Linked DNA regions of Zea mays: region 2 is linked to region 1. A link is a contact called in public Hi-C data. All regions are on one chromosome and are shown on one strand. The core of a region is the stretch at or near the end of the contact, and the rest is flanking DNA. Distances in the headings are between cores, read along the strand shown. Region 1 overlaps LOC100383446 (Coatomer subunit beta). Region 2 overlaps LOC100281620 (sialin).

Region 1 (5,574 bases), core at 1,135-3,634:
CTAGGAACCAATATGTGATCAATCGAATGAAATCAGCACCATACTCTTCAACTGTTAGAAGAATGATGTATGCTCAAATATGTACTTACCATGACTCGGCATTCATAACCGGGATGCTCGGCATGTTTTAGAAGAATCTAAGGATAAAACACTAGAAATCTATTAAGAAAGACTTGTGATGTTTGTAAGGTACAAAAGGCATCATGTTAACATATAGAAAATCGTGTATCGTTGAGATTATAGGATACCCAGATTTAGATTATGTAGTATGAAGAATATAAAAAGTCTAAATTACATATTTAGACTATAGGAGGAACAATATCATGGAAAAGCTCAAAACAAACTATGACTGCATCAGCGGCAATGTATGGAGAGTTTGTTGCATATTATAAGGTCATGGGACAGGCTATGCAACTACAGAAATTTGTACCCAGTTTAAAAGTGGCAAACAACATAATAAACTACTAAAGTTATAATGTGATAATAAACTAGTAGTATTTTACTTCTATAACAGTAAGCCAAGCACCACTACCAAAAAATAATGAAATTAAGTATTATATTGTAAAGGAGAAAGTCTAGGATCAAATAACTAAACTTGAGCACATAAATATGGAGCAAATATTTATGGATCTGCTCACTAAAAGGATTTGATTTCACCTAGCGTTTTTAGAAAACATGTAGTCGGTATGAGTTAACGGAGCACCTATGGTTCTAGTTTTTAGAAAACTAGTAGCTAAGATCCTGATAGCTAACATAGCTCTGTCCTCTCAAGCAAACGAAAACGACCGTCCACTAAAATCAAATCCGCGCAAAGCCATTCCGTCCCATCCTCGTCGCAAAAACAAATGCAGCATATGGCACAAGATTTTGATAGCGATCACATGCTTTGTCACAAACCATCCAAATATTACATTTTTATGCGCTATGTTGTAGTCCTTCCTGACAACTAAAGGTGGGCGGAGAGATTTCCAAGCCGAGAGACCGTAGAGGCAGAGGCACGCACGACGGACGCGGCGGCGGCTCCTCCCACTCGATCACACGCCATATCCGAGGCAGACCAGCAGACCTGTACGGTAAGACACGCCGCCGTCTTTCCTACGCGGCCACAGGGCCTTGGGCGCCGCAGCGGTGCTGGCCATCAAGGCCCTGCACAGCAGGTGCCTGATACCGCGGCCGCCCTTCCTCGCCGCGGCGCGCGACTCGCTGCTGTCCGTTTGTGCTGCAGCGCCACGCAGCGGCAGCGGCGGCGGAGAGAGCGACCTCGCGCGCGGCGCGCCGCCGTCGCTGCGCACCTTCTCCAGCGCCGCCGCGAACGGGTCGAAGCCCCTGTGCTTCCTGCATCCGGCCTGCAGCGCCGCGGCCGACGGCGTGGGCGACGTCGCGGCCGAGGCCCCCGCCGAGCGCGCGGGCCGCCGCTGCAGCCGCGGCGGCAGGCTCAGCGGGAACAGCTCGCCCGCGAAGGCCGCCGCCGACACGTCGCTGGCGCACGCGCGCAGCGCCGCGCCGCCGCCGTTAAGAAGCGTCGTCGTCGTGGCGAACTCGAAGCCGCCGTCGTCGTCGTCGCCGTCGCCCAGGAGCGGCGGCGGCGCTAGCCCGCGGCTGGCGTTGGCGATACTAGTGGCGTCGTAGAGCAGGTAGAGCGGCGCGCTGTGCGGGTAAGGCGTGAGCGAGGCGGCGAGGTCTTCCATGTCCGCTGTCCGCGTCCTGCAAACGTTGTTTTGGTTTGGCTTGGCGTGGCGCGGCGCGGGATGTAATGGAACTGGAATTGTTTGTGACTGGCTCACTTCACTTGTATGCCTCTCTATCTCTATCTGTCTATATATATAGAGAGAGGGAGAGGGAGGAGCGGAGGGAGGTGTAGCAGCAAGAAATGGTGGGAAGTGGCCTCGATTTTGACCGCAATATAATCCATTTGCATTGCATTGGAATGCAATGCATGCATCCAATGATTGCAACTCTAGTCCCACAGAGACCTTGAGGCTCTGACCAGGGAACGATGAGGAATGCAAAGAGTACCTCTTGCATTTGCGATGGAGCTACGCGACTTGCTGCTTGGGCAAGCTCTCTGCTGCCATCTGTTGTGTACAGTATACGAATATGAATCTAGAGAAATTCCCGCCGGAATGCAATCGCCAAAACTCGCGCAGATTTGCCGGGCTTTTCAAGCGGGAATGGTGGCAGGGGTTTTGTCTACAGGCCAAGAAATGTGGCTCGAATTGCGCCGAGGGGTGACACGTATTCTAAATCTTGCGTGTCTTTCGGCTTTCATCAATAACCCGGCTGCCTTTTTCTCCCTTATTATATTTTTGGCGGCTGCGCCTGCACAGCATGCCTGCCGCCTGCTTCCTTTGAATAAACGCATGCAGTGTCAGACGTCACCACGCAATCAACCATATCATGATCACTGCCTAGGCCCTAGTAATGTAGTAGTAGGGAAGAAGTTCTAGGGGGTCTCATCGTCAATTTATTCCACAAACCAAAGAAACTGAGTAAAAAGATAATGGACTACCTCATTTCTTAAATAAACACCATAAAAGTACCCTAACACAATTGGCAAATCTATATGCAACAGAAAATGAGCTCCAATTCATCTCTACAAAAATAACGTGACAACACCGCCTCCAAGCTTCTGTTTCCAAGTCCAGACAACTAAAATAAAGGCAAATAAAACATTAAAACAAGAGGGATTCATAATAGTAGTACAAGATCACAATTGAACTACCTGTCGAGAAATCAACATAAACTTCACAACTATTTCAAGGAAGTTTGGAACAGCTTCGTTACTACAGCAACATATATCTTCGACCGACAACTTCGTGACTTCCTCATAACTGTCCTCTTATCTCTCTCCTTGATCGATCCTTTTGTACAAAAAAGCATTTATACTCAGTTCAATGCCACGGCACTGGTCTCTCTCTGGCACGTGGATTTCCTAAATGCGAAAAATGATGATACAACTGCGATTACTTGTCACAGTTAACTGCCACCTTTCTGCTTGAGAGTGATCTTGTCCCCTAAGCTGAGTGCAATTCCCTGGGTCTTGCTCCTTATTCGAATGTAGCCACTGAGCTTGCCGTCATGTTGCTTCTCAATGCTGATGTTCACCAAAGCGTCCTCGCCAAACACACTCTTTGCATAAAGGTTAGCAGCAAGGAAACCACATTCCCCATCCAGTGCAGACCTGGTGACGAATGAAGAAGGGTTACAACTTCAGAGGACAAGCAAATATTTCGACAGAAATTCACCCAATACACCATGTCCATCCCCTCAAGTCTAGAAGGCAAAACTTATACCAATTTTAGTTAACTAAATTAATTCATTCATCATCTAATTGCACAAAAACATAAAGTCCATCCCTAGCTAATTTGGGGAAATAAAACTATCATTGCGTTGAAATAAAACTAGATTGGTACTAGACTAGCCTGCGAATTTCAGGACAGTAGTTGAAGAATCTAACCTCTGGAAATTTTCATATGCACTCTGACATGCATGAGTTAACTAGTTACTAGTCATATTCATGGTTATGGGTTCAAGAATGAACACAGATCTACATGCCTAAGCTAATATAGATAAAATTAACAATATAGTGAAGTAATAAATTCATCCGCAGATCAACATGAATGGCCAGTTTTTTTGAATGACTTACGGTGGTGTCAGACATTTCATGTTCGTTGACTTGATAATGTGATTCAAGAATTCCTTCTCATCCTGAATCACAGTATTCACAGCCACCTGATAAACAAGAAACAATAATCTTAGCAAAAGAAGTGAAACCAATCACAAATAAGGTTTAACCAGACATAACAGAAAGGAGCATGGCAGAAAAAAATAATAATGAAATACAGATTCAACAGGGCAGGTCAATACCAATACACAGCAACTGAATATATCAAATTCAACATGGTGCACAAAAATATGGAGCAACAATCATATGTGGCTGTTCACAGAGATATCTTCCCAAGAACATTTTGATAAAAACAGAAAAGATTTCAAACTAAAACATTTTTTTCTCTCATCCACTTGAATAAAAGAAACTAATGCTGTTTGTTTTGCATGAAAAATGACTGGAGAAACCAAACACTAAAAAAAACTTTAGTTACTCCACAATTGCTGACAGCTTTTCTACAAGGTAACAGGTAGCAGTAGACTAACAGCAATAATATATATCAAGCAATGCTAACTACTGCATAGATATATGGTCCCATGGTATGTAGCAGCAGACTAGCATCAATAATATAGACCAAGTAATGCTAACTACTGCATAAATCATGGGGATAATAGTTTATAGAAGTTGGAATCGGTTTTATAAATGGCTCTAAATAGACCACTACAGATTTTTCATACAGTTTACCGCTACAACATTACCAGTCATTCCACTATCATCGCTAGTGACGCTTTAGCTAGGCCAAAAACTACTATTTGACCTATTTAGCACAGTCAATCCTAATCAAGGCAACTACTCATTCCTTACTTCATAAGACTATAATATATATCTCCCCATTATGTTCCTTAATAAACAATGTAATACGCCCTTGTAGAATTATCGAAATGTTGGATAATGAATGTGAATAAATATGAACATATTGAACTTTGATTCACTTGATAAATGTTAAGCAATAGATGTGGAGACATGTTATCCTACAACCCTATACATGTGGTTGAGTATTCACGTTCAAGAAATTTTACTTGGTTAAATGTTTCCATGCATAATTAAATAAAAAATTTCAAATTTTCTATAAACCCATTAAATGAAATAGTTTTGCTATATCCTGCTACTGCTATAGCATTTTATAGTTCCTGGAGAAGGCCCCGTTAAATGTCTTAACCCGTTATTTAAACCTTACATGCTAGAATAACACTGATCATAAAGGAGACTACAGTTTAAGGATACTTCACAACTGCAATGTACAGAGAAGCATATTACCTTATTTTCCCATTCAAATTCTGCCCACATGTTCCGGAAAGTAACATCTGCACACGTAGCAGGTGAGATGTAATCCATGATGTCGATGTGAATATCATTTAGGACAACCACTGATCGTTCCATCACATTTGAAGTCTCGTAAACTATGTTGCCAAATATAACCCCCGTCTCTGTTGATGAAACCTTGATATTAGCACGGATCTGTTTGCTAGACTCAGGAGCCAAGGTGTAGTTCTGAGGGCGATCAACAAGTTTGAGGTCTCCCATTGTAGCCAATTCCAAGCACAAGTTCTGAAGTGTCTCCTTTGTGCGGTTAATGACAGTAACATCAAGTACAATGTCATAATGGTGAACTGTTACAAATGCTTCAGCATACACAGGATCGCTGAACCCAGTCAACTGAAGAATGCGGTTGAGCTTGTTTGCATCATCTGCATCCTTAGTAAACCCACCAGTTGCAGCCTTCAAATCATCGTGCACCTCATCTTCCAACTCAAGCTGGCTCATGCCCTATGATAACAAAATAGCATGCTTTAATAACTGAAGGTACAGATGTGAAGGCCACACTAAAAGTGGCAAGGTATCATCCAAGCCCAATACACAACACCAGACTTATGGCATGCATAACCATATTAAATATTAAGAGCAGA
Region 2 (5,574 bases), core at 825-3,324, 300 kb before region 1:
CTAGCAACCAATTTTTAAAACCCAACTCGCTTGATGAACTCCACCTAAAAAATGCAGGTTCTTGGGACAACGTATTCGAGTTATCAGTAGTGCTTTATCTGGTAGGGACTTTGGTATGGAATGTATTCTCAACTGGCGAGAAGATTCTTGATTGAAGGGTGTATGTACACAGTATGCTTACAGTTCGTAGTGACAAACTCATTTCGGATCGACAACTTGACCCCTGGACATAATACACTTCAAGATAACAAATGTGTCATCGCGCAGCACGAGAAGTATCAACCTTAACATCCCGGATATTAAATTGCCTGGTTGTGATGTTGCTCTGGTAGAGACGATTTGAAGCATATGGAATTATGGATGAGTTGAGCGATGCACCCGTTCCGAGCATGCCACTGTATATTGTGTTGAGCATAGGTATCATGTACAGCATGGTAGAAAGATTCGTCATACAGAGTAGTTTTTTTTTTACTTGTACAATTTTTCCCTCTTGAATAGTTTGTTCCTGTAACAGCCCGACGTAGATAAAAACAAGGAAACCTGGGGATGGGGGTACTACTAATGCAAACATTTGGTGAATATTTATCCATTTGCGGACTGAGTCTTTAGGGGTAGTTTGAAAACTTAAATCCTATCTGGATTCCTGATGATTAAGGAAAAAAATTAAGCTATTTTTTCCCTCAATCTCAGGACATCGCGGAGGAAATTTAAGTTTTCAAACTATATGCCAAATTGTTACAATATCTGTATCGTTGTTTGGTATTTCTTTAAAGATGAAGTGAAGTTCAACCTCAAATGTTTGAGTTTGACCGTAGGAATTGAGTTGCTTAAAGATGTAGTACAGTTCACCCAATAAGGGGCGTTTGGTTGCTTGTATGACTGAGTCAGGCTTGTATCTGTGAGCTTGGGTTCAACTTGTTGCATGTAACATATGGTGTTTGGTTGTCACTACGTGTCCAACCTGGTTCTCAAGTGAGATGTTGTTTGCTTTCTTACACGAATATTTGTTGCCTGAGTTAAAAAAATGTCAAATAAATGAAAAATCTATTAACAAATACTAATTCTGTGGTAAAATTATTTAACAGATACTAATTGCATGTTAATAGACACTAATTTTATGTTAATTTTAATCACATTTTTTTGTTGAAATATTATAGCATGAGTGGTCAGTTTCGTTCACACAAATGTCAGGAACCGGTCATGGTGCAGACAGAGACAGTGGCCGAAGCCGGTCGTGCACCAGTCGCCGGACACAGAGAGGAAGATGGAACAGAGAAAGGTGAAAAGGCAAGCCGGTCCAAGCGTCGTCGACCACCGGCCGAAAGAGAGCGGAGTCGTCTCTTTGTTCTTTTGCTATCCTCGTAATTTTTAACTGCTCTAAACAGCCATCAACCGTATCTGCTCGTTGACATTGCCAGAGAGGACGAAGGTGCCCCTAAGATACCGTTGAAGAACACCCCGTTACTCCACGCCGGACTTGCCGCGCAAGGTGCTCGACGGTTTGCTGCTGCACTGGGCAGGCATGGCAGCAGGCCGGGGCTACTGGGACTCTGGGAGGCCGGTGTCCTCCGATGACAAGGAGGAGGACGTCGGCGGCTCTGGCTCCGCGAAGGCCTCAAGGCCTGCAGCAGACTTTCGCCTCTTGTCCGTGGCGGCCTCTCTACGGCCTGCATTGAGAGCTTCACGAACCTCATCTCCACAGCGCCAGCGAGCCTCTTAGGTTCCTCCTTGATGGCGGAATCCTTCCCGCCCGGACGGCCGGACCTCAGCCAGTTTGTCATCACCTCGTCCTACTGCGCAGGCGTCTCCACCGCTACGGAGTTCGTGGCCGCCGTCGGGAACGACTCCGTTGGTCCGCCCAGTCCCTCAACTCTTCCTGCAGGCCTGCGGCCCCGACCTCGCCTCACAGGCGACCTGCGCGCTCTGTTACAGCGCCGACATCGCCACCATCGTGCACCTCACCAGCACTGTGGCCAACGATAACAAGTCGGGCTCCTCCTTCTACCTCTGTCCTCTACGCCGCTGACATCTCCAACTCCGTCGGCCGGCCCCACCTACCAAACCACCGCCACCTGCGCTCTTGGACTTGGCCTCTTGTCCCCTTCCCCACGCCGTCCAAGTCCAGCCCCGCGGGCCGCGGCCATCTACACCGCCACCATCCCAATCGCATTTGTGCTACTCGCATCCTTCTTCGGTTTCTTTCTTTGGAGGAAGTAGGAACAAGATGGACGGCGCACACCAGGTTGGCTGATGACGCTCGACATACGAGAGCAACAAGATGCGCGAATAGCAAGCCGCGACGCGTGCTACTGCGGCCAGCCGCCCACTGCCTGCTCTGTGGAGTTCACCATGGAGGTTGGCGACGAACTCGTGGGGTTGGACAAACAACGTCGGGTCCGACGGTGGAGGATCCATTACCGACGAGGTAGAGCCGGGAGCTGGCAACTGGGAGTGAAACACAGAGGAATGGAAGAGCCGTTTTGTGTTAGCAGCTGGCGTGGGGAAGAAGCAGAGAGGGGCAAACGGAAGAGGAAGAACAGAGAGATACGGCAGGTAAGGTGTTTGTTTAATTTCTTCTTAGGTTTTCCAGGCACCGTATCCAGGTGTTTATATACGTCGACTGCTTCCTCTCGTTCTTACTTGGGCTACCATTCGATTACAAGGCCGGATCACTTGACCCACTGTGGCCCAATTACTCTGGAGTTTGGCTTCCTTTGGCGCTTCAGCATTTCCGGCCTCCCGCCATGCTTCTTCTCCTCAACACTTCTCTTTTTGGCGTCCACAGCGTGCCTCCTCTGGTTGCTGCTAACATTCCCCCCACCTTCAGACACAACTTGTCCCCAAGCTGGAGCATCCGGGAACTGAGCTTTCAATGCGTCGGCATCCTCCCATGTCGCCAGTTCGTCCGCCATGCCGGACCAAGCCACTTTTACTTGAGCGATCAGTGTACCGCCACGCTCCACCATACGACGTTGCAGCAACTTCATAGGAACCTGCACAGGAGCAACATCCTGCGGTAACTGAGGAATGAGCGTAGCATCCCGACCAACAGCACGTTTCAGCTGGGAAACATGGAAAACAGGATGAATTGAACTGCCCACTGGCAACTGAAGGCGATATGCCACACTGTCCACGCGTTCCAGAATCTGAAATGGGCCGAAAAACTTGAAACACAGTTTGTTGTTAGATCGAGTGGCGACTGATGACTGGATATAGGGTTGAAGCTTGAGATACACCCACTCACCCACTGCAAAAACCGAAAGCCATGACACGAAATTCAAAATGTCCCATATGAGTTTGAAAAGCTGTTTTATGTTCCTCGCCAACTTGCAACCGGATTTGGTGGTATCCCGCTTTGAGATCCAACTTGCTAAACCATTTAGCATGAGTTAATTCATCCATGAACTGATCAAAAACCGGAACTGGATACTTGCTCTTAACTGTCAAGGCATTCAAATAGCGGTAATCCACACAGAATCTCCAAGTGTTGTCTTTTTTCTTGACCAATAATACTGGCGAGGCAAAAGCACTAGTACTCTTTTGAATCACCCCTTGATGCAGCATCTCCTCGACTTGCTTCTCAATTTCGTCTTTGAGTTTGGGGGGATACCGATATGGTTTGACTGAAATTGGTTGTGCACCCGGTATGAGGGGAATTGTGTGATCACATTCCCTACTAGGAGGCAGCTCTGTTGGATCTTCAAAAACTGTAGCGAACTGAATGAGAATGTCGTGAATTTGGGGATGCAAAACTGACTGAGTCATTGGTGCCGTAGCAGTATTCAACACACAGAGTTCCACCACAGTGCAGCTAGGAATTCCGGATGACTGACCATGTAGCACCATAGTAGATCCTTGGAAGGGAATAGCCAACCATTTCTGTTCCCAATCCACTCGCATAGGACTAAAAGATGCCAACCAATCCATGCCTAGTACCATGTCATAACACGGTAGGGGCAGAAATATCATATCAGACACGAATTCACAGCCTTGTATTGTCCAGGATGCTCTTAATAGTTGATGCTGACAAGACACAACAGAACCATTAGCCACTTGCACTTGGAAAGCACGAGACACAGGTTGGACTCCTTGCAGAACAGGTAGCAATTTATCACTGAGAAATGTATGTGAACTGCCACTGTCCAGAAGGATGAGTAACGACTGTTGCTGAATACATCCTTGAAATTTCAGTGTCTGATGATGCGTGGAACCTGACCAAGCTGATTGAGAAATAGACATGAAGAGTTGTTCAGATTGAACTTCAATAGGCTCCTCCACAGGTGATGGGCACTCCTCATCAACACATAATTTCCACACTTCCTCCATTGCATTCAACTAAGCTGCCGCTCCACATTTGTGTCCATAACTCCACTTTTCTGCACACTTCTCACAAAGACCCTTAGCGCGCCGAAAACGCCTCAAAGCAGTCACACGGTCATCAGGTATATTAGTCTTGGCAGGCTCAGCGTCTTTGTGTGAGGATGAAGGTGTCTTCAAAAATCCCTTGTATACAGCAGCATCCTGGCGATTGCCACGTCGGGACAATGCCACCTCTTCCTGCACCAAGGCAAGGGAACAAGCAGTATCCAAGTTTCGTGGTCGCTGAACCATAATAACAGATTTAATGTCATCCCGTAAACCATCGACAAATTTCATAGTATAATACAAATGATCAGCATTAGCTTCATACGCCGACAATTGATCTACTAGTGTGGAAAACTGCTCTACGTACTCGACCACCGATCCTGACTGTCTAATATGAAATAACTTGCAAATCAAAGATTCATGCTGGTCGCGGCCAAATCTAGCGAGGACTTCAGCGCAAAACACTAGCCAAGGTAACTGGCGTACGCGTCGTTCAGCTGATTGCAACCAACACGCAGCACGACCCGTGAAGTGCATAGTGGCTACTTTGATCCACATGGCTGGATCGACATCATACATATCAAAATATTTTTCACAGTGTGACTTCCACAACTGGGGGTTGTCGCCATCGAATTGAGGAAAGTTAATGTGGGGCAATTTGCCATGACCCGAACGACCACCCTCCATAGCAGCATACGACAATGGATAAGAATCAGGATCGATCCGTTGAGAGGTGTCGTAGTACATGCCCTTGACCGGGCCGTGAGTTGGGATCGGAATCCGATCGAACTCACGCTCCCGGTGATGGAATTCCATGTGGTTGCCATTAGGCTCGTCGGCGGAATGATGTGGAGCAGTTGCGCGTCCGAACGACGACATGTCCGTAGGAAGGAGGCCCGGCTTGAAGCAGTCCTGCGCCATGGATTCGTGTTCCATGAACTTGTTCGCGCGCGACATCTCCAGGGACAGATTGCCGAGACGCTTCTCGATCGCCGGTTTCCAATTGTCGATCTCTGCGTGATCCATCTCGGGCGAGATGAATCGCGCTTCGGCCTTTTGCTCGGATGCTTGGAAACGCTGATCCGAGGCGTCGATGCGCTGTTCGATCGCCTCACAACGCCGCGACAACGTGCTGGTGAGGCGCGCCTCCATGTTCGCCATCTCATCGAGGACGCGCTGCATGGCCGCGTCCATGGTCGATGTGGTTGT

Evidence for each region. Hi-C and Micro-C count contacts between places; a contact is called where the count stands out from the background.
Region 2: a Hi-C map of tassel shows a contact between it and region 1, with 4 times the contacts expected there. The contact joins two enhancer-like sites. A contact is called at or near these places in 2 of 25 Hi-C or Micro-C datasets (ear and tassel).

The regions. Positions count from the first base shown.
Region 1 is chr8:1,752,166-1,757,739 of Zm-B73-REFERENCE-NAM-5.0, reverse strand. LOC100383446 (Coatomer subunit beta) reads right to left here. Exons shown (of 4, transcript NM_001176096.2): 2 at 4,925-5,434; 3 at 3,647-3,732; 4 at 2,553-3,181. The coding sequence ends at 2,977. Among protein-coding and RNA genes, the nearest start is that of LOC100383446, 5.7 kb to the right of the region's middle. Within about 2 kb of position 2,384, at least 13 of the 20 cell types and tissues checked have an H3K27ac peak or open chromatin away from gene starts, as enhancers often do. A contact at or near this core is called in tassel, where this site is marked.
Region 2 is chr8:2,047,696-2,053,269 of Zm-B73-REFERENCE-NAM-5.0, reverse strand. It overlaps LOC100281620 (sialin), which reads left to right. Exons shown (of 10, transcript NM_001370725.1): 10 at 58-581. The coding sequence ends at 155. Among protein-coding and RNA genes, the nearest start is that of LOC100281620, 6.5 kb to the left of the region's middle. Within about 2 kb of position 2,074, at least 12 of the 20 cell types and tissues checked have an H3K27ac peak or open chromatin away from gene starts, as enhancers often do. A contact at or near this core is called in tassel, where this site is marked.